Regions from separate parts of the Sus scrofa genome. Here region 1 is linked to region 2. Evidence: chromatin contacts called from public Hi-C data. All regions are on one chromosome and are shown on one strand. The core of a region is the stretch at or near the end of the contact, and the rest is flanking DNA. Distances in the headings are between cores, read along the strand shown. Region 1 holds the start of TRANK1 (TPR and ankyrin repeat-containing protein 1). Region 2 holds the start of EPM2AIP1 (EPM2A-interacting protein 1).

The links. Hi-C and Micro-C count contacts between places; a contact is called where the count stands out from the background.
Region 1: a contact with region 2 is called in a Hi-C map of epiblast stem cells, with 2.0 times the contacts expected there. The contact joins the promoter of TRANK1 here to the promoter of EPM2AIP1 in region 2. A contact is called at or near these places in 1 of 47 Hi-C or Micro-C datasets (epiblast stem cells) and 1 of 2 datasets of contacts at active chromatin or transcription factors (skeletal muscle).

Annotation. Positions count from the first base shown.
Region 1 is chr13:21,911,129-21,916,048 of Sscrofa11.1, forward strand. It overlaps TRANK1 (TPR and ankyrin repeat-containing protein 1), which reads left to right and starts at 2,272. Exons shown (of 26, transcript XM_021071655.1): 1 at 2,272-2,755. The coding sequence starts at 2,277.
Region 2 is chr13:21,875,663-21,880,470 of Sscrofa11.1, forward strand. It overlaps EPM2AIP1 (EPM2A-interacting protein 1), which reads left to right and starts at 2,201. Exons shown (of 2, transcript XM_005652390.3): 1 at 2,201-4,808. The coding sequence starts at 2,484. The coding sequence ends at 4,310. It overlaps MLH1 (mutL homolog 1), which reads right to left and starts at 2,058. Exons shown (of 19, transcript NM_001172367.1): 1 at 1,881-2,058. The coding sequence starts at 1,996.

The DNA of each region.
Region 1 (4,920 bases), core at 1,022-3,521, 36 kb after region 2:
AGATGCACAAAACTGGGGGGGAAAAACAAGAAGTAAAGTGTTATTTAAAGACACAAACATAGCCATCAAAACAATCAGCTAACAGCACTGAAACTGTTTGCCTCTGGGGAATAGATCAGCTCGGAGGGGGGATTGCTCTTTTAACTGTGAGAATGAATCATTTTGATAAAAATATAAAAACAGCCAAAAAAGAAGAAACCGTTTTAAAAAGAAAGCTTTGACTGTTTTGAGGACTATTTTAAGCTGATGTGACTATTCTGAAGACTATAGTGAAAAATACAGAGGAAGAAGTATGACTGAAAGATTCTGAGATGCTTATGGAAACTGGTCAAAGTATCAAAGTTTAGAGGCACTTTTTTGTGTTTTTTTTGTTTGTTTGTTTGTTTGTTTTTTTGGCTACGCCTGTGGCATATGGAAATTCCTGGGCCAGGGATCAAACCTGAACCACAGCAACAATCCCAGCTGCTGCAGTGACAACTGCTGGATCCTTAACCTGCTCCGCCATAAGAGAACTCCTAGAGGCAACGGTCTGCTCCTGGCTTGCTCTCCTTAATGTTAAGAAACAAAAACAAAATGGCACAGGCCATTTCTAAATACAGAACTGGGAGATGTTGGTTAAAACACTGGAGGAAGGATACATGAAGTTTCTTCAACATGAAAGGACCAATGCTGTCTGGGAAATGGTAAATAGCTCCAATGATTTGGAGACTAACAGTGTTCCCCAAATTTGCTTCATGTTATAATTACCAGCAAAGCTTTTAAAAGTCCTAAGGCCCATGTCATACCCCATACCAATTAAATCAGACTAAGTGAGAGTAGGGGCCAGACATCAGCATTTTTGAAAGATCCTTAAGTGATTACAGTGTGTCATCAAGTTTAGCAACCACCAGGGGTAGACCGTGGGTATAAGGAGGCTGAGACTGGAAGAGTAGGGAAAAATGAGGAGTATCAAATGCCTAGCTACTAGAGGGCAATGGAGGTGCCATTAAAAGCTTCTGAACTGGAAGTGATGCAACATGGTGTTTGGGGAGATTAATCCACAGAAGAAACGAGAGGAGGTGAGATTTCAGAAGCACAGAGAACGCAGGCTAGACTGATCGGACTCAGAGCAAGCAGCACAGAGAAGTATTTGAGCTGTGCGTGTTACGGGTGTCCAGGGGTCACCTAATCCTCCCTGCCTCATTGGAAACTCTCCTGTTCCCCTTCCTTATGCTCTGTGGGGTCCTCTCCTCCACAGGGCTCGCCAGGTGTGGTGGTCCCCCAGATGGGAGTGAGAACCACTAGGAGGCAGTGTAAGCCAAAAGCCGACGCCTAGACAGGGTGGCCGGCTCCACTCTCTGATTGGGCCAAATCTCCGAGCATGGGAAAGCCATTCCCAGTCCCGGAGAAGTTGAGAACCAGGCAGGAGCGAGGATAGAAGGCTGTGCAGTTTGGTGAGCCGACAGCTGAAGTTGAAAGGCAGCCTGAAGTCGTCCGAACCACTCCTCAGCTCCTTCGGTTGTTACTGCCGTTAGGAGGTTCCTTGCTATTCTTGTCTGCGGCGAGAAGTTCACTCCTCTGCAGGCGCCATGAACACGCCAGTGAGCGTCAAGAAGATAGGGGCCTCTCTGGCCTTTTCCTACCCGAATCCCCAGCACCCCCAGAATGGAGGGCCGAGCGCACAGTAAGTACTTGAAATCCAAGTAAAGACTGAATGGAGGCAAACGGGAAGTAGGCGCTGAAGGGCACAGGGTGCTCTGACCCCTAGTTTCTTTGTTGGCGGGAGGCCAGGAGCAGAGGCGGGCCAAGACCATGGTCTGACCATTTCCTCAGTTTCCCCGACAATCGCGGCACCCAGCTAGGGCAAGAAGTCACTGTGACAGAAACCTGTCAAAGGGGTGTGTGTGCACGCCCGGGTCCCTCGTGGTGACCTGCTCGAAGCACTCATTTTCCCAAGGTGGCTGAGAGCCATCCCATTGGAGGACTCGCCCACAAGATGTGAGACTTCCAAACGCCTCTTTTGAACACACAGTGACAAACACCCCCTCCCACCCAGCGGCGACGTGCACGTGACAGTTTTCGGGCCCTCGCAACTACGTGGAAACTTGGAATAGGTCTGCGACTGCACACAGCCGGGCGCCGGGGTCCCCGCGTTCCCGCCCCGCTCGTCGCGGTCCAGGGCCGGAGCCACCGCGAGCTGGGACCCCGCCCGCCGAGCCTGTCCTCTGGAAAGCGGCTCCCGAGGCGGCGGCGGCCCCAGCCATGTGGGACCCGCGGGTAACTAGGTGCGTAGCGGCATGGGAAGCGCGGGGGGCGCCTCCGGCCTTCTGGGCTCCGCGCCTCTTCCCAGCAGGAGGCGGCCGCGCGCGGGAGCAGGCGACCCCCGAGGCGGCGGCTGGGCGGGCAGTCCCTGCGCTCATCCAGGTGCAGACTCGGGCCTGCAGCACGGAGTCGGGCGCGGGGGGGCGGCTTCGGCCTTGCCCGGCGCCTGGAGACGGGGCGCGCGCTGCGACAGGGCTGCGGCGGCCCTCGGCCTGCCTCGACCCCACTGGGGCACCGAACCCGCGGCTCCCGGTCCCGCCTCCTCCGGGGGATCCCCCGGCGGCGAACGAGTAGACCAGCGTACGCGCCCCCGGGCCACGCCTTGGGTTGGCAGGCGCCCGGGCGCAGGGCGGGATTTGCGGGGTACTTGGAGAGTGCTGGCCGCTTCCCGGCTGGAAGAGGTTGGCGATTCCTTCCCGGAGCAGGCCTCTTCCTCAGCCCGCCCGATTGTGAGGTGGGCTTGCCCAAGAGGGCCCACCGTTCTCGGCCGAGGGGCGGGGGAGGGGCGGGGAGGGTAGCAATAGGGGCCCGGGGTTCAGAAGCAGAATCCCCAGAAGCCCTGGCGTTTGCTTGCAAGCGTCTGCAAACGCGGGCTGGAAACCGAGGGCTGAGAGGAGCACTCCACCCCCTCGCCGCGCGCCCACTGGGAGCCCTAAGCTTTTGCAGCCTGGCAGAAACTGCTTTTCTGTAACCCTACTCCCAGCTGGGGGCGTTCCTGGGAGGCTGCAAGCTTTGGTGCTTCGTAGTGAAAAAATTTCAGGATATAATGCAATTTGAAATTTTTTTTTTTTTTTTTTTTAAAGAGGAGTGAGAAAGGGGGCGGGGGAAGGCTCTGAGGTCTCAGCCCCCAGCTGCTGACCCAATCAATTTTTATGCGGGAGCCAAGGGCCTTTAGTTCCCTGCAGCCAGGTTCTACCCCCTGCCTCGTGCTGAGCCTCCTGGCACCTGCCAGGCACCTTTCTGAGGCAAGGCTGTTACCTGGATGGCTTGTTCTTTTATTGAGCATCCTGTTTTGTGCTTTATAGGAAGTATTACCTTGTAGAAGAGTCAGAAATCCATTTCAACAATTTTGCAGTTGCCTCTGTTTTGTAGAATTGCAGGATGGATGCTTGAGTTCTGAGTACCCTCTGCTGGCCCTTGCATCCTCCACAGGGGATGGAGGTAGGATGGATCTATGTGGCATTTGTCTTCAGAATCACATCCCACTGCTTCAGGCCTATGAATTTCCAGTATATTCTTGACTAAGGCCCACAATAGAGACCCACACCCACCTACCTGTATATATCAGCACAAAACTACAAGAAGAGCTTCACAAGATATTTATTCTCTCTACAGGGTGAGGCACAGTGATATTTTCTTTCTATTCTATGTTTTGTAAAAAAGCTGGTCATAATCCGTTAACTCGATCTGATGACTCACAAACCAGTTCTAGGTGGCAACTGCAAACTTTCTTTGGGACACCCCAAGGAGGCTGAGGAGAGCATCAGAATTTCCCTGGGAACTAACTTTGAAAAGGGATGAACTGGTTTAGGAGACATGAAGGAGGCTGAGATTCAAACTTGCGTAAGGAAACTTGTACTTGAGTTAGGAGAGTACTGTGGCTGTGAATGCAAAGGCAGGCCAAAGGATGCTTCTGGTTACTCTGGTTCCATATGTCTGGCCTCACCAAGCTGGTCACCTGCCATGAGCCCAGTGAGTGGGGCCCTGTTTAGTGCTGAGGAAGTAGGGGAGTAATGACTTCTTGCCATTATGTCTTTTTTTTTTTTTTGAGAAAGAAGGAGAGTGCTGAAAGGCTGCTCTGGACTCATAAATTCAAAAGGGGACTCTTCAAGTCTCTGTGCGGAATTTCACAGCAGGGTTGGGAACAGGGCAGTGTGCACTTTATAGATGAAGAGGCTTCGGCCTATCATCTGGCAGTCACTACAGCTAATCAGTGGTAAATTTGGGGTTAGACATCCATTCTCTCAGGCTCTCAGGGACCAAAAAGAGAATTCTTTTTTTTTTTTTTTTTTTGGCTATTTCTTTGGGCCGCTCCCACAGCATATGGAGGTTCCCAGGCTAGGGGTCTAATCAGAGCTGTAGCCGCCAGCCTACGCCAGAGCCAAAGCAATGCGGGATCTGAGCCGCGTCTGCAACCTACACCACAGCTCACAGCAACGCCGGATCGTTAACCCACTGAGCAAGGGCAGGGATCCAACCCGCAACCTCATGGTTCCTAGTCGGATTCGTTAACCACTGCGCCACGACGGGAACGCCAAAAAAAGAGAATTCTTAAACTTCTCTTTGCTGATCAGTTCTGTCTTCCTGTGCTTGCTACCAAAGGCCCATTGCTATGTTCTGTACCCTCTTATTATTTTATTTTTGCTTCTTGGGATGAAGATTCTGTTGGCAGCAAACTAAAGGCTGCAACCCCCATGTTTGGGTGGGAAAGGTAAAGTGACCCTGAGGATGTTTTGAAAAACTGAAGTGACGTGGGTTGTGGGCCTCTGGTCATTGCCATGGGTGTGGCATTTTTTTTGTTGACCTTGAGGAACAAGCTCTCCTTTGCCTCTCCCGATGGAGAAGTGGAGCTGACATGCTGGTGCCCTGCCTCAGGGTTTCCAGTCAGTGACACAGCTG
Region 2 (4,808 bases), core at 951-3,450:
CTAATCGGAGCTGTAGCTGCCAGCCTACGCCACAACCACAGCAATGCGGGATCCGAGACACGTCTGTGACCTAAACCACAGCTCACCGTAACACCGGATCCCTAATCTACCTAGCAAGGCCAAGGATTGAACCCACAACCTCATGGTTCCTAGTCGGATTCGTTAACTACTGAGTCACAACAGGAACTCCTAATGCACAAATCTTAATATGAGTCCAGGGATAAGAACAAATTCCAGACAAATATAAGACCAATTACTGTGTTTTTCCTTTGCCTACAGGCTCTGTGACTACACTGTTATCAGTTTACATATTGTATGAGAGAGAGGGAAGAAAGGGGCAGAGGGAAAAACATCATTTCCAATACGACATTCAGCAACATTTCTGTTCCTCTAGGAAAAAAAGAAAGGGAAGTTAGAAGTGGGAATACTGGAGTTCCCGTTGTGGCGCAGCGGAAACGAATCCAACTAGGAACCATGAGGTTTTGGGTTCGATTCCTGGCCTCGCTCGGTGGGTTAAGGATCCAGCGTTGCTGTGAGCTGTGGTGTAGGTCGCAGATGCGGCTCAGATCTGGCATGGCTGTGGCTGTGGTGTAGGCTGGCAGCTACAGCTCAGATTAGACCCCTAGCCTGGGACCCTCCATATGCTGCAGGGGCGGCCCTAAAAAGATGAAAGACAAAAAAAACAAGTGGGACTACTTAACATATGCCTCTTTCTTACCTAATTCTCAACTAATTCTACTACCTGTTTCACAAACTTTACTCAGCCTCAGGTTCTTAAAAGACCCTCATAAAATGTCCCATTGTGGCGCAGTGGAAATAAATCCAACTAGGAACCATGAGGTTGCAGGTTCGATCCCTGCCCTTGCTCAGTGGGTTAACGATCCCGGTATTGCCGTGAGCTATGTTGTAAGTCGAAGACGCCCCTCGGATCCTGCGTTGCTGTGGCTCTGGCACGTAGGCCGGCAGCTACAGCTCCCATTAGACCCCTAGCCTGGGAATCTCCATATGCCCTGGGAGCGGCCCAAGAAATGGCAAAAATAAAATAAAATAAATAAAATAAAATAAATAAAATAAAAAAATAAAATTAAATAAAATAAAATAAATAAATAAAATAAAGTAAAATAAAATAAAATAAAATAAAAAATAAAATAAAATAAATAAAGTAAAAAAAATAAAATAAAATAAATAAAATTAAAAAATAAAATAAAATAAAATAAAATTCAGGAGTTCCCATCGTGGCTCAGGGGTTGACGAAACCGACTAGGAGCCATGAGGTTGCGGGTTCCATCCCTGGCCTTGCTCAGTGGGTTAAGGATCTGGTGTTGTTGTGAGCAGACGCGTCTGCTACCTACCTGTGGTGTAGGTAGCAGACGCGGCTCAGATCCCGCGTTGCTGTGGCTCTGGCGTAGGCCGGCAGCTACAGCTCCGATTGGACCCCAAGCCTGGGAACCTCCATATGCCGCGGGAGCGGCCCGAGAAGAAAAAAAAAATTAAAAAGGAATTGTACTTCTGAATGTATACAGAATAAGCAAGAAACTGACGCCCTCTGAAGGATGAAGAGAGGGGTGTTTTTTCTTCTTAAATGTAAAAAGCTTTTTAAACGTTTAAAAAGTTGCATCTTCTGCACATATAATTTTAGAATTTCTCTTAGTTGATGGCACCATTAAAACAATACTGTATCGCCCTCTCTTTGTGCCCCCATCAACCCTAAAGTCTCGAAGGGACGCTCGAGGACCCGGGAGAGAGGAAGGCAGGACCCCGGCCTCCCCGCGGCGGCGGCGCGCGGCACACCCCTCCACTCAGGGCAGAGAGGCGTGTCCGCGCCATCCTGAGCAGTGGCCCGTTAGGTTCTAAGGAAGCCTGGACTCCTCCCTTCGTACCAGTTCTCAATCATCTCCTTAATGGCATTAGCCGGCCGCTGGATAACCTCCCCTGCCGCGATGCGGTTCACCACTGTCTCGTCCAACCGCCGGATAACTCCCGGTACCTGCGACATTTTGGCGCCAGAGCAGGCCGTGTAACGGTGAGACGCTCACTGGAAGGGCTTTCAGCCAATCTCCTTAGAGCTTCGCACCCACATCCTTCCAGCAACACTGCTGACGCCGTCCCGTCCCGCCCTCTAGCGGCAACACCACTTCCGGGACAGAGAGGTACTGATTGGGCATCTTGAATGCCAGTCAAGTTCTTAGCTCCATGATTCCTGTTCTCTTAGCCCTCCTTAGGCGGCTTTAGTGCACTTTGCAGCGAGAAGGATATGCGCCTGCGCGCTAAAAATCAGTGTCCGCTCTTCCTATTGGCTCATGCTTGCGGCAGGGGAATACGAAATCTCCAGCCAATAGGAATCAAGGTGCCGGAACCCCAGTGGTTTCCCCAGCTGGGGTGATCTGGCGCAGAGCGGAGTTGGCGCTTGGGGATCGCTCCTGCTCCTCCCCTCTCCTTGCGGCCTCCGGGAGGTCGGCCCAGATCCAGTGGTCTCCCGTGAGATGTGGATGACGCCCAAGAGGAGCAAAATGGAAATCGAGGAGCCTCGGGGTTTCCAGGCCGAGTGGACTCAGCGTTACCTGGTTGTGGAGCCTCCGGAAGGCGAAGGCGCCCTGTGCCTGGTCTGTCGCCGCCTGGTCGTAGCCAATGGCGAACCCGATGTCAGGCACCACTACGAGGCGGAGCACGATTACTACGAGCGGTATGTGGCGGAGGGCGAGCGCGCGGCCCTGGTGGAGCGTCTGCGTCAGGGCGACTTGCCCGATGCCGCCCCGCTCACCCCGGAGGAGAGAGCTGCTCGTGCAGGCCTCGGGCTCACCCGCCTCTTGGCCTTGAAGGGTCGCGGCTGGGGTGAGGGGGACTTCGTGTACCGGTGCATGGAGGTGATGCTCAGAGATGTGCTGCCTGATCACGTAGGCGTTATGGATGGCATTGATTTATCTCCGGAGATCACGCAGCAGAGGGTCCTAGACATTAACCAGAATCTACGCAGTCAGCTTTTTAACCGAGCCAAGGACTTTAAGGCCTATTCCCTTGCGTTGGACGACCAGGCTTTTGTGGCCTATGAGAACTACCTCCTCGTCTTTGTCCGCGGCGTGGGCCACGATTTAGAGGTGCAGGAAGAGCTTCTGACCATCATCAACCTGACTCAGCACTTCAGTGTTGGTGCCCTCATGGCGGCAATCCTTGAGGCCCTGCAAACTGCAGGGCTTAGCCTGCAGCGGATGGTTGGACTGACCACGACCCACACTCTGAGGATGATTGGTGAGAACTCAGGGCTGGTGTCATACATGAGAGAAAAGGCTGTAAGCCCCAACTGTTGGAATGTTATCCATTATTCGGGGTTTCTTCACTTGGAACTGTTGAGCTCCTACGATGTGGATGTTAATCAGATCATAAATGCCATATCTGAATGGATAGTTTTGATTAAGACCAGAGGCGTTAGGCGGCCAGAATTTCAGGCTTTACTAACTGAATCGGAATCAGAGCATGGTGAAAGGGTTAATGGACGCTGTCTGAACAATTGGCTTAGAAGAGGGAAGACCTTAAAACTAATATTTTCTTTAAGAAAAGAGATAAAAACATTTTTGGTTTCAATAGGGGCAACAACGGTCCATTTCACAGACAAGCAGTGGCTTTGTGACTTTGGCTTTTTGGTGGATATTATGGACCACCTTCGAGAACTCAGCGAACTATTGAGAGTAAGTAAAGTCTTTGCTGCTGCTGCCTTTGACCATATTTGTACCTTTGAAGTTAAGCTGAATTTACTTCAGAGACATATCGAGGAAAAAAATCTAACACACTTTGCCGCCTTGAGAGAAGTTGTTGATGAGCTTAAAGAGCATCTTCAAGAAGATGAAAAAATACTTGATCCTGAAAGGTATCAAGTAGTGATCTGTCGCCTACAAAAAGAATTTGAGAGACATTTCAAGGACCTCAAGTTCATTAAAAAGGACTTAGAGCTTTTTGCAAATCCATTTAGCTTTAAAGCTGAATATGCACCTATTTCAGTAAGGGTGGAGCTAACAAAACTTCAGGCAAATACTAATCTTTGGAACGAATACAGAACCAAAGACTTGGGGCAATTCTATGCCGGACTGTCTGCTGAATCTTACCCAATTATCAAAGGGGTTGCCTGTAAGGTAGCATCCTTGTTTGATAGTAGCAAGATTTGTGAAAAGGCTTTTTCATATTTGACTCGAAACCAGCACACCTTGAGCCACCCATTGACAGACGAACACCTCCACGCCCTGTTTCGGATTGCCACCACTGAAATAGAGCCTCAATGGGATGATCTTGTGAGAGGAAGAAATGAATCGAATCCATAAGCTTTTGTAGTACAACACCGAAACACTCAACAAGAATCCAACTCTAAAAGCAAAAATATGTTTGATTTTCAACTTTACTAATTTGGATTGTGGGAGAGTACCATGTTTTTTCACCCAAAGTGAAAAAACTTTCATCGCAGACATTTTTCACAATTCAAATGCTTCAGACAATTTTTTTTTCCTCTTTTCAAGAGGCAGCATGAGACTGAAACATGCAGATACCTTTTTTCAAAACTTGGTGGCAGAGTCATTATCTTTTGCTTTTATGATATAATTGTTTTTTAAAAAGTTCAGTATTAATCATGTGAGTTGAATTAGGAGTCTGTTTTTAAGACGTTTCAAAGAAACTTTAGCTCTTATTTTAACAAAGCGTTGAGATTCTGATGCGTATAGTCTGAAATTATCAACTCCTTAAATGTATGTTTGAGCCAGTTTGCAGAAACTCACATTAACAAGTGCAGAAGTTTCTGAAAAGGAAGAACGTACATACAGAGGAGG